Linked DNA regions of Mus musculus: regions 2 and 3 are each linked to region 1. The links are chromatin contacts, called in public Hi-C maps. All regions are on one chromosome and are shown on one strand. Each heading gives the region's core, a stretch centred on a gene start, on an enhancer-like site or on the middle of the called end of the contact. The rest is flanking DNA. Distances are from core to core; before and after follow the strand shown.

Region 1 (5,118 bases), core at 1,618-4,117:
CAGAAACCTGACTGCTGAAGGAAGAGCAACTGGCGTGATTCCTAGCTTTGTTCATTGGCTTCGACGAACTGGACTAAGCCAGTATTTCCTGAGCCCTTGGCTATTCCTCTATGCTATGGGAACTAATGATAAATGGCCAGAGCACTAAATGGGCAAACATGTGAAAACATGGTGCTGCCGTGAGGTCACCACCTTTACAGGTGCTTATTGCTTGGCTATTGTCCTCATCGGTGCTATTTCTCCCAGTCAGTGATACAGAGCCAGAGACGCAGTAAACAAAGCCCTCAAAGGAACCACAGGCTAATAGCATTTGTATACTCTAGTGGTTTGAATAGGTTTGTCCCCCATAGACTCGTGTGTTTGAATGCTTGGCACATGGGGAGTGGCACTATTAAGAGGTGTGTCCTTATAGAATAGATATGGCCTTGTTGGAGGAAATGTGTCACTGTGGGGGTGATCTTAGAGAGTGTCCTTCTGGCTGCCCTTGGATCAAGCTGGAGAACTCTCAGCTCCTTCTTTAGCACCATGTCTGCCTGAGAGTTGCCATGCTTCCTGCCATGATGATAATGGACTGAACCTCTGAAACTATAAGCCAGACCCAATTAAATGTTGTTCTTTATAAGAGTTGGCCTGGTCATGGTGTCTCTTCACAGCCATGCAAACCCCAACTAAGACGTTTGGGGACTGCTATGTAACATGCCATGTTCCTGGCACTTTAACTCAGTGCATCCCCCACCACAATGTAAGGAGGTTACCATGGTTACTCGCATTTCCAGAGGGAGATATCAGAAGTTCATAGCATTGTTCAAGGTCTGGTCCTAAATGCTCTCTTTTCCACTACCCCTCTCCATGAGATAGACGCCCAGAGGCAACTGTGACACAACATGATGTCCTATGTGCCATGTCCATCTTATGAGGGGGCAGGTATGCTAGCTGCTCTGTGGCAACAAACAGAGTGGGTTGAGCCAGAGGTGTGCATAGTGAGCGTCAAAGCCTTCTTAGGGAATGACACTGAGTTGAAATAACCCCTCCTTCTTGCTTCAAGTTGTTGTTATAGAATATTATGCCCCAGCAATGAGAAAAGCAACCAATATAACCACTGTCACAGAAGGTCAGTAAAACCAGGAACCTGGAGTGACCTAACAGAAGGGAAGTGTGAGACACATGGGTACCTCTCCAAGGACACACAGGAAGCTGAAAGGCAATGGTTTTAGGTTAGAAACTAAGATTTTTGTTTCTGATGACATACCTGAACCCTTAAGCCCAGGTTCAGATTACCAACGAAGCAAGATTTTGGGGCTGGGAAAAATGACTCATTTCCCTCAGTCAGGAAGATGTTTGCAGCACAAACATGAGGAGCTGAGTTCAAGCCTCAAAGGTCACATAAGAAGGCAGAGCAGAGTGGTGCACGCTTCTAAGCCCAGCAGTGTGGACACAGAAACAAGGAGGTGCCTGGAGCTTGCTGGCCAGCCAGCTTAACTGACTCAGTGACCTCCAGGTTCAGTAAGAGACTGTCTCAGAGAACTAGGTGGAGAACTACTGAGGACCATACCTGAGGTCATCCTCCGGCTTTGCAACACACGTGCACACACTTGCACACATACATGCACATATGCATGAATATACACACAGGTTTGACACACATGCACAAAATAAATAAAAGGAAAAGGGTCTCTTTCCCTTCCTGAAAATCAAGTCCTGGTTTTCAGTCCATTTTCTTTCTTCTTGGACTCTGCACTCTCCTTTCCATTCATTTAATCCTGTTTAATTACTTCCTCAATAGCTCCAGCTGCTCATTACTTCTCTCTGCACTTGTGGACACAATAGGATGATGGAGGGGGTTCTGTTGATCAGTATCTGCAATGCAGTGAGACTGATGAATGAACCACTAACCACACCATCACCATCGCCGATAACAGCAGCAAACTCAGCTCCCATTTATTGAACATCTATTACATACCAGGGATTCTGTAATGAGCAGAAGAGATGCCTCAGTCAGTAAAGCACTTTGCCACACGAGTATGAGGACCTGAGTTTGGTTCCCTGGAACCCATAAAGCTAGATGCAACAACACATACCTATAATCCCAGGACTGGAGCAATGGAGGCAGGAGAATACCTAAGGTTTACTGGCCAGCCAGCCTAGCTGAATCAGTAAGCTCCAGGTTCAGTGAGAGACCCTGCCTCAAAAAATAATGTGGAACATAACTAGAGAAGACAGCCAAAATTAAATTCTGGCCTCTCTAGAGATACATGTGAACATATAGCCAAACACACACACACACACACACACACACACACACACACACACACACATACATACCACATGTATACAATGTTCATATTCACACACATGTACACACATGTGCATATGCACACACATGTACACACACATAGCAGTACAGACAGAGCTCAAGGATGATACCCAAAGTTGACCTCTATCCTCTATACACAGGCACACATATACGACCATGTATTTGTACATGTACATGAACCCATATACATGTCCATACATGCACTCACATACGTAATATAAAGGAGTGATCCTTTTGTACAGCTTTCAAGTCTAGTTGTCACGGCCATTCCCTGTCTCCAAAAGTGATGGCGCCTCCGCATCACATGGCTTACAATGCTGGGGTTGTTTGTCTGCATTCCACATTCCTTCCAGTAATTACACAAAGAGAAAAGAGTTTGTATTATTTTGAGGGAGATGCACTCAGCATTTCAACTCTACTAAGAAAGGGCATAGTAGTTTTGGCAAGGGAGACAATTTCATTGGAATTGCATGACTTGCCTAAGATCAGAGCTGTTGAGCTAGCGGGGGTGGGGCCCTGAGCCAGATGACTGGAGATGGCTCTCAGACAGCTCACACAGAAGAATTTCCACAAGGCTCTCTTATGCCATGGCTGTTGGTGACCCATTTGGCCCCATGTATGGTGAGTCACTGAGACAGGATCAGGAACCAGGCAGGGAAACCCAGCTGAGTGATTATATGGGATCTCTGTGAGGTTGGGGAATAGATAATACAAGGGTCTTAACTCACAAGCTGGGACACCATAACAAGATATGTCCATAGGTTCTACAACCTGCCTACTTGAGACGCTGAAGCTGACACTGACCAAAATGTATTTTTACTGTAATCGGCCTGGCAGGGATAAATTTATTCCCGAGACCCTTGTGCCTCTTTGGCTATCAGATGATTGAAACAACTCTTAAGAAACCAGAATTCCTCAGGAATCTTATGTAAGGAAAGAAAGAGCCTAAATCATCCTGGGCCAGCCAGAGAGGGGGCTTTGTTGGACCTCCTTACAGTAGAGACAATGATTGGTTAATAGTGGGCTGGACCAAACCTTCACCAGGGACTACTTAAACAGGCAGAACTCTGGCCACCACAACCTCACTTCCTGACCCTGAAGTCTCTAGGGATGGAGGTGCTGAGTTGATCTCTCTCTCTCTTCCCAAAGTGGTTGCACTAATTAAATCTACCTTGAGTGTTTTTCACTATTACTTTGGCTGTCTTAATGGGCTTAGAGGTGGCCAAACCTGGCTTGTTCGGGTACAGATTGTCACTGCATGTCCAGTAACACTTGTGGCCTAAGGAGAACACTTATTAAGATTGTCATCCTAACTAAGTGTTCTCCTTAGGCCACAAGTCTAGGATTCGGTGAATGCCAAAGATGAAGGCAGTCAAAAATTTGAATTGGATTTCTGGGAGATGTTCTAGACACTACTCAACTAGGCTTTCTGTTTGTTTGTTTGGTTGGTTGGTTTTTTTATTTTGAATAAAATAGCTAAAACAGCTTCCCTATTTAGTTAGATATAGATCAGGGGTATTTTAATGGTGTCTCCACCTAGTTAGTCTCAAAGCTTTTATTTGCAAAAGAAGACCTTATTTAAAAGAAAATGGGGGAGGGTGGGAAATAATTCAGTTTGTAAAATACTTGCCATACAAATATTAGGACCCTAGTTCAATTCCCATAAAAAGTTGGGCATGCAGGCCTGACATCAGGAAGATAGCAGTAAGGTGGGTCCCTGCCCTCACTGGCCAGCCGTAAGGTGGTCCCTGCCCTCACTGGCCAGCCGTAAAGTGGGTCCCGCCCTCACTGGCCAGCCGTAAGGTGGGTCCCACCCTCACTGGCCAGCCAGCCTAATTTCATCAGGGAGCTCCAGGCCAGGGGGCAAAAAAAGAGCGGCTCTTGAGACAGACATCAAAAGTTGTTCAAAATGCAGGCACAGACATCTGTGCACACACAAGTGCACACAGGTGCACATACACAAACACATACACAAATATAAATCAAAACAAATGTGGCCAATGTACTTTTAGCCAGTTCTGTGATCAGCAGCCCCTTCTGTTGTCCCAGAGGAAAGTGGGCTGGGGTCCGAAAGGCTTGAAAACTCTTCTTGCATGAAGCTGAGTAGAAGTGATTTCTTAAAATGCCAGGCAGTGGTGGCGCAGGACTTTAATCTCAGAACTCAGGAGGCAGAAGCAGGTTGATCTCTCAGTTCAAGGCCAACCTGGTCTACAGAGTGAGTTCCAGGACAGCCAGGGCTACACTGAGAAACTCTGCCTTGAAGATAGATAGATAGATAGATAGATAGATAGATAGATAGATAGATAGATAGATAGATAGATAGATAAAAACAAATAAACAGAAAGAAATCTCAAAACCTCAAAATCATTTAGTTCAAACCACACATTTGGCCTTTGGATACAGTTTGGCCAGTGGACTTCTCTTCCTTGGAGAGACACAAGTCACCTGAGTGAGGGTCACACACTACTAATGTGGAACCTGGAATCCAGCCTTACTGTGTGAATGGGTCTTGAGCCAAGTGTCAGTATGTCATTTGACTTCAGAAAAGCAACCCTTTCAAACCACTATAAAAAGGTTCTTAGAAGGGAAGTCTAGGTTTCACGGGACATAGGACTGTGGTAGGTGGTCTCTCTCTTCCTCTTCCCCACCCCCCGTCCATTTTCTTTGTTTCTTTTATTTTGCTTTTCCTTCATTTGTATTTTTTTCATTTCCTTATGCACATTTAGCTCTGTCATAGGACATCTGGGTTTGTGGGGTGTGTGTGTGTGTGTGTGTGTGTGTGTGTGTGTGTGTGTGTGTGTGTG
Region 2 (5,118 bases), core at 1,485-3,984, 120 kb after region 1:
AGTTCCATCTCACCTTTGTGCCTCTATTCTCTGAAAACTGACTGCTCCTTGTCTAAGCCAATGGCATGGCCCCTAGGAACAAGTAGTGGGGGCGGGGCTCAGATTCTAGCATCAGATGTTACTGTTTTAAGTCCCGATTGTGCCACTATTTGCTGTGTGACCTTGGACAAGGCTCTGACTTCCCTGAGCTTCAGTCTTCCTGTAAATCAAGGATGACAGTGATTATATTCATTTACCAGACACTTACTATAATAAAATGGAAGTCAACTGGCTGAGCATGCTATGCAAACTGCTTCACAGAGTAAAGCCAAAATTCACTGAAGGCAGAGTCACAGGAGGAAATGCCATATGTGCTCCGTGCAGTGTTTGACTCACACAGCTTTTTTTTTTTTTTTTTTTCAAAACAAGTATTAAGCTGGGGAGATAAGTCAGCCTGTAAAATGCTTGTTTCACAAACGTGAGAGCCGGGGTTAAATCCCCAGACCCTACATTTTAAGAAGCTGCTCTGAAGGAATTGGGGTGATATTTGGGTAGGCAAAGTTCCTCCCATATACGTATGGGGATCTGAGTTCAGGTCCTTATGATCCATGGGTGAAAAACGGCCAGGTATGGCAGCATTCCTGCTATCCCACGTCTGGTAGGTGGAGATGGGGATTCTAAGAGCTTCCTGGCCAGTCCGCCTAGCCCAGCGAATTCTGGGTTCAGTAAAAATTTACCAGAAGAGAAGGTGGAGAGTGACAAAATTAGACACCAGACGTTGACTTCTTCTCTCCACATGTATACACATCTGCACACACGTGTGCACATGTACACACACACACACACACACACACACACACACACACACACGCCTGGCTGAAATCCCAAAGCCATAAAGAAATATGAGAGGCTAAATATAGGTGGGCTACGGGAACCTGAAAGTCAGCCAGCAGGCCTAGTGTACTGGAAGAACTCCAGGACGTTGAGAGGTGCAGTCTCAAACTAAGGCGGGTGGTGTTCTGAAGGAACTTAAGTTGTCCTGTAGTCTCCGTATGCACACATGTGTCCCTGCGAGTAACACATTTATGCACACACAAATAGAGTACTGAAATGTAAAGCCTTGCTAGAGCAGAGAAAGGAAAATAAGGAACAAAGTAATAGACTAGAATACCCACATTCTTATTGCATACAGACAGTTCTATACTTGACTGTCAGCTCTTATTATATCAAAATATAAACATTCAGGCTGGAGAGATGTATCCGTGATTAAGAACACTGGCTGCTCCTCTAGAGAGTTTGGATTCAAATGCCAGTATGCACATGTGGCTAACAGGAACTGCAACTCCAGTTTCAGGGTGCCCGATGCCCTCTTCTAGTCTCTGAGGACACTGTATGAATGTGATGCATAGACGTATATTCAGGCAAAACATCACATACATAAAATAAAAATAAATATTTAAGATGATTATATAAATATTAAATCTAATAAGTAATATATAAAAACTATCTTAGTAAAGCTCTTATGAGGTACCCTGTGTAAGTTATTTCCAATAACTACTCTGCCTCTTCCAGACATATCAATCTAGTACCTAACCAAAAAAAAAAAAAAAAAATGAAGTTCAGGAAGGGTAAGAAATATGAAAGTTAAGGGTGAGTCAAATTCATGCCAATAAGATGCCAAGATCGACTTCTAGCTAGAGCCCTACCACTATTGGACACCACACCGTCCAGTCCTAAGGGATACAGCCTCTGCCTACATCACAGCCTCTCCTTCCAGGAGGAGAATCTAAAAAGCTAGGATGAGAAGAAGCCAGTGAAAGCTCAGTGAATAAGCATTTGTTGCAAAGCCCAAGGTGAGAACCAACGTCTACAAGTTGTCCTTGGACCATCCCACACAGGCAAACATACCTCACCTATCCTCGCACTATATAAAATTTAAAATCTTAAATAGAAGAGAGAAAAGGAAAAAGACGAAGGATATAGGTTGTCAGTGATGAATGGCCAGAAAACTCTCAATGCTGAGTCACCCTGAGCAAGCTCTGTGTTAGGGAGTGGCGAGAGTGAAGGAGAGACTCTCATGCCAATGCACAGCAGGAGCAACATGGAAGCCCCAGTGTGATGATTGATTCCACTAAAGGGCTTGCCTTACAAGCAGCAGGACCTGAGTTAGAACCCCAGAACCCATGCAAAACAAAACAGACAAAATAAAACAGCACAAAGAAACAAAGGATGCAAAACAAACAAACAAACAAACAAACAAAATACAAGCATGGAAGGTTGTGTGCACTTGTGATCCCAGCCCTGGGGAGGCAAAGACCAGCAGATCCCTGCCTACTTGGATAACTCCAGAGCAGCTCCAGAGCAGAACCCCTGCCTCAGAATAACAAGGGGAATATCATCTCACGAACAACAAAGGAGGCGCTCGTATGTTTTTCAACATGCACATTTATGCGTGCACACACACACACACATACGTATGCACAAAGCAAAACAACACAGTTCACACTCATCAGGACTCCTGCTGTAGCTAGTCCCATCCAGGATGAGGACAAGGAGTACTAAATAATGGAGATGACGGATGTGGGTAGTGACTTACATGTGAAGCCTTGTTACTTGGGAGTGATAGCTGTGTTTTAGACTCCTCTGTCTCAGCAGAAAGCCCGATGAAGGCGTCCATACTGGCAAGGGTGGGACACGGCCTGGGAAGAAAAATGGGATTGCAAGAAGCAGCCAAGACCAGCCCTAAAATCCCCAGTTGGAAGTGTCTCTGTAGTCTGTGGCTTGGCCTAAGACCAGGGTAGAAACATGTGGTCTGAGCACAACAGGCTGGAGACCAGAGGGTCAGGAAGGACATGGGTTTATGAATGTCTTCGTCAGATTAAAGGATCTTGTCTCTCCAAGCAACCGTTTCTAGATCTGCATGGTCTTGCAGAGTCTGTTCATCCCGGATTGCAGTTATTCACATTGTTTCCCAAAATGCCGGCTAGGAAGGCTTGGGAATGATAAAGCAGGAGGCTCAGGAAGCTCATTCGCTTGGGGTAGAGGAATCCAGATCTCTGCCAGCTAATTTAACAAGAGACCCGAGGCGAGAACCACCTCTAATAATTCAAAACTAAAATTAGACATTCATTTGAAAAAAAAAATCAGGTAACCGAAACAAAAACGAGGGGAACTTTGTTTATTTAAATTATGAGGCTAATTGCCTCAACTCTCCAATTCCCCTCAGTGGGGTAGACTTGGCTTGAGTCTATCAGTATCCATGGCGACTCATCTAATAAGTAAACTGCATTAGCTCTGCCACTAGCAGAGAGAAGGGAGGGGTCTTGAAATGTATCTGTGTGGCTTCCTTCCAGTGCAAGGCATTTCATTATGTCCTGAGGACATGAGGCACTTCAAAGAGGATTGAAATCTGGAATGAGGGGGAGGAGTTTGGGATTATATACTTGCTTTTTAGTTTTATTTTTATATATGAGAATCAGACGCTAGAGATGGGGGACTCTGGAGAGAGGATTTTTTTTCTCTCTCTCTCTTCTGGGCTAGGGTTTTGTTTTGATTTGCTCAATGGTTGATATCTTTCCAAAAAGTTCCCCCATGAAAGCAGGCTTTCTTGTTTCCTCTTATATACATAATTTCAAGTGTATGTGACAGGCTATCTGTTAAGACAATACTCACACCTGATTCTATCTCGAGAAGGAAATGATGCAACGAATCGTTGCTGGTACCCAAACGATGTAAAGTGGCAATAAAAATCACCTCAAACAGGCACTGTGGGGTTCCTGTAACTACAGAAAACTAACTTGCTCTGTATCCATTTACTTTTAAAAATCATTTCACGATTAGAAGCATGTCAACTGGTCTAATTATTGCAGCAAATAATGAATCATTTCCTTTACAATCACTTATTAATTAGCCATCATAACACTGTTGTGAATTAGGTAGAAAGACAAGGATTCAATATTCGGTTATTAACACCTAATTAAAATATTCATTGTTTCCCATATGTTGTTTATAGCTTGGCTTCTTCCACACACTTGACAGGATTTCACTAACATGGAACAATGTCTTCCATTTGCTTAGCTCCGTCGCCATCTGTTGTTCAGAAGTAGAATATGTCTTCCTGTCTCCCTCTCCCCTCCCTTACCTCTTGCTTTTGGGAGAGTTTTAATTGCGATCAACAGTGTTCTCTTGAAAATGTTTTTCTTGATTTTTTTTCTTGTGTTGTTTCTGAATAAATAAGACATTTTGGTCATTTCTTAATTTTTTAAATATTTATTTATTTTTGTATGTATTCATTTGCATGAGTGTGAGTGTGCGTGTGTGTTCCACAATATATTTTTCATGGAAGTCAGATAACAACTTGAAGAAATCGCTTGTCCCCTTTCACTATGAGCCCCAAGGATCCAATTCCAGTTGTTAAGCTTAGCACCAACTGCCTTAATCCCCTGTGCCAGCCTAGTTCCTGCTAGTTTCAATGACAAGTTCTGAATAGTAAATTGAATGAACCCAGCAACAAAATGAGACTGAAATACAAGTAGTCCATCCCTCTGCGATGGGAGTTTGGTCCTAGGTCACTGTCCCTCTTTCCTTCACCTGAGATGCTCCAATCATTTGTGTAAAATCATGTATAGTGTTTGTGTATAGCCTGTATATATCCTCCTGTATTTTGTAGTCATCTTGTGAACTGGAGATGTGCCTCAGTTTGTAGAGTGCTTACCTAGCATGCACAAAGCCCTCAGCACCACATAAGCCAAGCATTATGATCTGTGATCCTAGCACTTGAGAGGCAGAGGAATAAGGATCAGGAGTTCTAGCACGTTCCAGCTGCATAGGGTGTTCTAAGCCAGCCTGAGTTATAGGAGACACTGCCTCAAAAACAAACAACAACAACAACAAAAATCCAAATAAACAAAAAAGCAACCAGGGGCTGGAAAGATTAAGAGTGTTTGCCGCAAACCTAATCCTCATGCCTAAAATCCACATTTTTAAAAGCCAGCCAATGAGACATATGCTTATAATCCCGGTTCTGGGGAAACAGAGGCAGATGGATTCTTGGTTCGCCAGCATAAGCTACTTGGCAAGTACCAGGTCAATGAGTGACTAAGTTTTAGAACTCAAGATGGGTAGCACCACTCAAAATTG
Region 3 (5,118 bases), core at 903-3,402, 79 kb after region 1:
GTTTTAATTTTGTTTTTGAGACGATGTTCTTTACTAGAACCAAAGATACCCTGTTTGCATGTGTGGTTGGCCAGTGATCTCCAGGGATCCATCAGTCTCTGCTTGACCTTTTCCCTGGAAACATAGTGAGGTTACTGATGCATGCCTCTGCAGGGGCACACACACACACACACACACAGAGAGAGAGAGAGAGAGAGAGAGAGAGAGAGAGACAGAGACAGAGACAGAGACAGATGTCTGTGTGTATATCTGTGAATGCTGAGTATCTGAACTTTGAATTCAGGTCTTCATACTTACTAGAAAAGTTCTGTATCAATGAAGCAATCTCTCCAGCACAGGCTTGAAGGTTTTATAGCCAAGGACCACTTCCTAGAAACCCAGTAAAGATGCAGTGTGGCCAGCTCCTCCTGCTGCCCCTGCTGCCCCTCCTTCTGTCCCTCCTGCCCTTGCTGACACTCTTGCCCATCCTGCCCATCCTGCCCCTCCTGCCCCTCCCGCCCCTGCTGCCCCTCCTGCCCCTCCCGCCCTTGCTGTCCCTCCTGCCCCTGTTGCACCTCCTGCCCCTGCTGCCCCTCCTGCCCCTGCTTCCCCTCCTGCCCCTCCCGCCCTTGCTTTCCCTCCCGCCCCTGCTGCCCCTCCTGCTGCCCCTCCTGCTGCCCCTTCCGCCCCTGCTGTCCCTCCTTCCCCTCCTGCCCCTCCCGCCTTTGCTGCCCTTGCTGCCCCTCCTGCCCCTGCTGCCCCAGCTGCCCCTCCTGTCCCTCCTGCCCCTGCTGCCCCTCCTGCCCCTCCCGCCCTTGCTGCCCTTGCTGCCCCTCCTGCCCCTCCTGCCCCTGCTGCCCCTCCCGCAACTGCTGCCCCTGCTGCCCCTCCTGCCCCTCCCGCCCTTGCTGCCCTTGCTGTCCCTCCCGTCCCTCCCGCACCTGCTGCCCCTCCTGCCCCTCCTGCCCCTCCTGCCCCTGCTGCCCCTCCCGCCCTTGTTGCCCCTCCTGCCCCTGCTGCCCCCCTGCTGCCCCTCCCGCCCCTGCTGTCCCTCCTGCCCCTCCTGCCCCTCCCGCCCTTGCTGCCCTTGCTGCCCCTCCTGCCCCTGCTGCCCCAGCTGCCCCTCCTGTCCCTCCTGCCCCTGCTGCCCCTCCTGTCCCTCCTGCCCCAGCTGCCCCTCCTGTCCCTCCTGCCCCTGCTGCCCCTCCTGCCCCTCCCGCCCTTGCTGCCCTTGCTGCCCCTCCTGCCCCTCCTGCCCCTGCTGCCCCTCCCGCAACTGCTGCCCCTGCTGCCCCTCCTGCCCCTCCCGCCCTTGCTGCCCTTGCTGTCCCTCCCGTCCCTCCCGCACCTGCTGCCCCTCCTGCCCCTCCTGCCCCTCCTGCCCCTGCTGCCCCTCCCGCCCTTGTTGCCCCTCCTGCTGCCCCTGTTGCCCCTGATGCCCCTGATGCCCCTCCCACCCCTGCTGCCCCTTCTGCCCCTCCTGCCCTTGCTGCCCCTCCAGCCCCTGATGCCCCTCCTGCCCCTCCTGCACCTCCTGATCCTCCTGCCCTTGCTGCCCCTCCTGCCCCTGCTGCCACTCCTGCTACTCCTGCCCCTCCCGCCCTTGCTGCCCCTCCATCTTCCCCTCCTGCCCCTGCTGCCCCTGCTGCCCCTGCCACCCCTTCTGCTGCCACTGCTCCTCGGAGTTGCTTCTGGTTGGGTGTGGCTGCAGAGGCGAGCAGAATGACCAGCACAAGTCTCAGCCTTCAATCGTTCGCGTTAGATCGTGCTGATGAAAATATCACGTCTAAGGCTCGTCTTCTTACGTCTGAAGAACAGTTAACATTTACTGATTTCATTGTAGGGGAATGCAGAGGTTCCATACTGTGTGTGACCGTCCAACGACATTATGTCAGAGTCAGTGCTCTCACTTACCATCTAGGTCCCAAGGATCAAGCTCGGTCCACCGGCCCGGCAGCCAGCACCTCTACTGGATGAGCAGTCTCCTCAGCCCTTCAGCTTCTGGCATTGGAGCCACACCCTAGAGGAAAGCAAACCCAGAGCTCGGGAGTTAGGCCCTTGCATTTCTTTTATCTCAGATGTGAATTTACAGACTTAGAAATCAGATGCGAGGAAGCTACCAACACTCATCGTCTTTGGACTCTGCCAGGCATTGTCATGGTTCGGCCTCCATGATACAGGAGTGTTGGGAGTTCTGCAAAACCAGCTGGGGTGAACTTTCTTTATCTCGGAAACCATATAAGCAAGCTGGTCTAGTAAGTGCAACAGGGCAAGGCATGGCGCCATAGCAGGAAAGGGCTCTGCAGTCTTTTTTTTTTTTTTTTTTTTTGTCACTGCAATAAAATTCCATGATCAGAGTAACTTTATAGGAGTAAAAAAGTGCGTATTTTGGCTTACAGTCCCATTGGGAGAGTCCATAATGGAGGTAGAGGCAGTAAATAGCCAGAGAATGAAGCTGAGGGAGTGTGTATCCATCCACATGCAAGACCCAGGCAGAGAAAACCATCAGGAAGGCTTGGCTTATAAACTTCCACCTTAAGACTCAGACTCACACACATGCACACACACACACTCATACACACACACACACACTCACTCTCACACACACTCACACACACACACATGCACACACTCACACACTCACACACACACACAGTCATACGCACACACTATTGACTTGTGTGCAAAGCTGTCTGTACTCTTAGTGATGTTCTTAATGCTAAGAATCTCCGTGAGGGACATTCACCCCTGGCAGGGGAATAACAGACCACAGACACAATTTCGTATCAGCCCAGCCTGATGAGCCAATGAGCTCACTCCTGGTGAATCCGTGAGTCAGAGGCTGCTGACAGGAGCAGGAGGGATGACGCATGGCAATAGCATCTCTGGAGTTCCTCTCCCCATCTCCCTTTTACTTCCTATATACTCTATTGCTTCTCCCAGACCAGGTGACAGGTGAGGGTGGTGGGTAGGATCTTGGATGAAAGTCTAGGAACCCTCTCTCCTCCACCTATGAACCATGAGTGAATGTTGCTAGTCTCAGCACATGACTATGCTCTAGCTATCTGCATGTTTATTGTCTTTCTTATTCCCCTGTCTAGACTGGAAGCAGAGCAAGGTCCCCTGTAGTTCCTATAGCAATCTTGTCTCTATGAGGACTATAACCATGTGATGCTCAAAAGAAATAACTACATCATAATAATCTCCAAAGCTTTCTTTTTCATACTATAAAACATAAAGCTGTAGTATGAATTTTATGCCAAATGTAGTGTAAATATCCCTTGGGGATAGAACACAAAGTCCAAAAACAACAAGTAGGGAAAAGATCCCATCTAAATCGCCAGCAGGAACATGCCTACGGCTGCTCTGTTGAGAACACCAGCAGATTTGCCTCAGATTAAAAGCACAATTGCACTCAGTCATCACCAGAGAAGCTTTCTTCTGCAGCAGATGGGAACAAACATAACAATGTCAATATAACAAATATAAGGAATATAACAAATATAACAAATGGGAACATTGTCACAGCCAGACAATGTGCAGAGAGGAAGAGACCTTTGAATGCTCAGCCCTAAATGGGATGTCTCCATCAAATCCCTCCCCTCAGTATTCAGGGAGCCCCTCAGAAGAGGTGGTAGAAAGTCTGTAACAGCCACAGGGGATGGAGAATTAGAGGAACCAAAGTAAAAGCTGGGCGTGGTGGGACACACCTTTAATCCCAGCACTCGGGAGGCAGAGGAGGCAGATTTCTGAGTTTGAGGCCAGTCTGGTCTACAGAATGAGTTCCAGGACAGCCAGGGCTATGCAGAGAAACCCTGTCTCGAAAAACCAAAAGAAGAAGAAGAAGAAGAAGAAGAAGAAGAAGAAGAAGAAGAAGAGGAGGAGGAGGAGGAGGAGGAGGAGGAGGAGGAGGAGGAGGAGGAGGAGGAGGAGGAGGAGGAGGAGGAGGAGGAGGAGGAGGAAGAAAAACCAAAGCCCTCTAAGTCACCCCATATCTGGCTATGAACTCACGTGCACAGGGCCTGCACCGGTCTACACCAGATGAGTCCATAGATCTGATAGAAGTAAACACATGTCCCCATATCTAACCTAGAATCGATCTCCTCCAACTGATAACCACTTGCAAGTAAAAATTTAGTTTCCCCAAGGGAGTCTCCCTCAGAAAACAAACTACTTTTAAGGTAGGCTACATGCCCAGAAGTAAATGGCCAACAGAAAATAAATTTTGTGGCATCTTTGGAGGTTCCTTATGTCATAATCTCATGTCAAGGCTTTTTTATTTTAATCTTAATTTTTTTTAATTTTTATTTTCCCTTGATACCCTAAACTTTTTTAAAGAATATCATGGCTTCCAGTTTAGTCTTTTCATGGGATTTCTGAATGTGTGAATGAGTGGGTCTCTGCCTTTATATAAATCTTTTTGTGCCATTTCTTGAGCTCTCTCCCTTTTGCTTGTTTGTTTTGCCCTATTCTGTGTGCTAGTTTTTGTTTTATCTTATTCTACTTTATTTTATTATTATCCCTTGGAAGCCTGCTGGTTTCTAATGAGAGTCAGAAAAGGTGGTAGATCCAGATGGGAGGGGAGGTCAGTAGGAACTAGGGTGAGAGGGGAGGGGAGCCTGTAATTAGAATATATTATGTAAGAAAAATTTATTTTCAATAAAAGGAAAAACATATATAAGAGAAAGAAATCTTTGCATAAAACATGTAATTGTGGGAAGCAAACATTTACTTTAAGGGTGTGTGAGTGTGGGTGTGGGTGTGTGCACACATGCCAACAGAGGCCAGAACTAGGGCTCAGAACCCCTGGAGCTGGAGTTTCAAGTGGTTATGAGCTCCTGATCTGGGTGCTGGAACTGGGCTCTAGTCCCCAACAATAGCAGCAAGCACTCTTAACCAGTAGTCCATGTCTTTAGTCCTGAAAGCATTTATTTTTAAATGGCATATAGAGAGAAATTGGCCTCCCAACTGCCTGCCTTCTTAGCTGACATTGGTTTTCTCTCTCTTTTTTTTTTTTTTTTTTTTTTTTTTTTTGAGCTAGTTATCACAGTAGGGGAAGGTGGAGAAGTCCTGCCAGTCTTTCTCCTGAGCCACATGGTTGCTGGGAAGGTGAGGTTTTGTGTGTAAAAGATTTAAAGG

The links. A called contact is a pair of places that touch in the nucleus more often than the background predicts.
Region 2: a Hi-C map of muscle stem cells shows a contact between it and region 1, with 2.0 times the contacts expected there. The contact joins two enhancer-like sites. A contact is called at or near these places in 4 of 484 Hi-C or Micro-C datasets (B cells, liver, muscle stem cells and 1 more) and 1 of 115 datasets of contacts at active chromatin or transcription factors (liver).
Region 3: a Hi-C map of muscle stem cells shows a contact between it and region 1, with 2.5 times the contacts expected there. The contact joins the promoter of 2210011K15Rik here to the enhancer-like site in region 1. A contact is called at or near these places in 10 of 484 Hi-C or Micro-C datasets (B cells, CD4 T cells, CD8 T cells and 6 more).

What each region holds. Positions count from the first base shown.
Region 1 is chr1:121,277,829-121,282,946 of GRCm38.p6, forward strand. No RefSeq gene overlaps it. Among named protein-coding and RNA genes, the nearest start is that of Gm41940, 34 kb to the left of the region's middle. Within about 2 kb of position 2,868, at least 21 of the 459 cell types and tissues checked have an H3K27ac peak or open chromatin away from gene starts, as enhancers often do. A contact at or near this core is called in muscle stem cells, where this site is marked.
Region 2 is chr1:121,396,392-121,401,509 of GRCm38.p6, forward strand. No RefSeq gene overlaps it. Among named protein-coding and RNA genes, the nearest start is that of Ccdc93, 32 kb to the right of the region's middle. Within about 2 kb of position 2,735, at least 50 of the 459 cell types and tissues checked have an H3K27ac peak or open chromatin away from gene starts, as enhancers often do. A contact at or near this core is called in muscle stem cells, where this site is marked.
Region 3 is chr1:121,357,919-121,363,036 of GRCm38.p6, forward strand. It overlaps 2210011K15Rik (a long non-coding RNA gene), which reads right to left and starts at 2,153. Exons shown (of 3, transcript XR_003947976.1): 1 at 2,104-2,153; 2 at 1,894-1,999.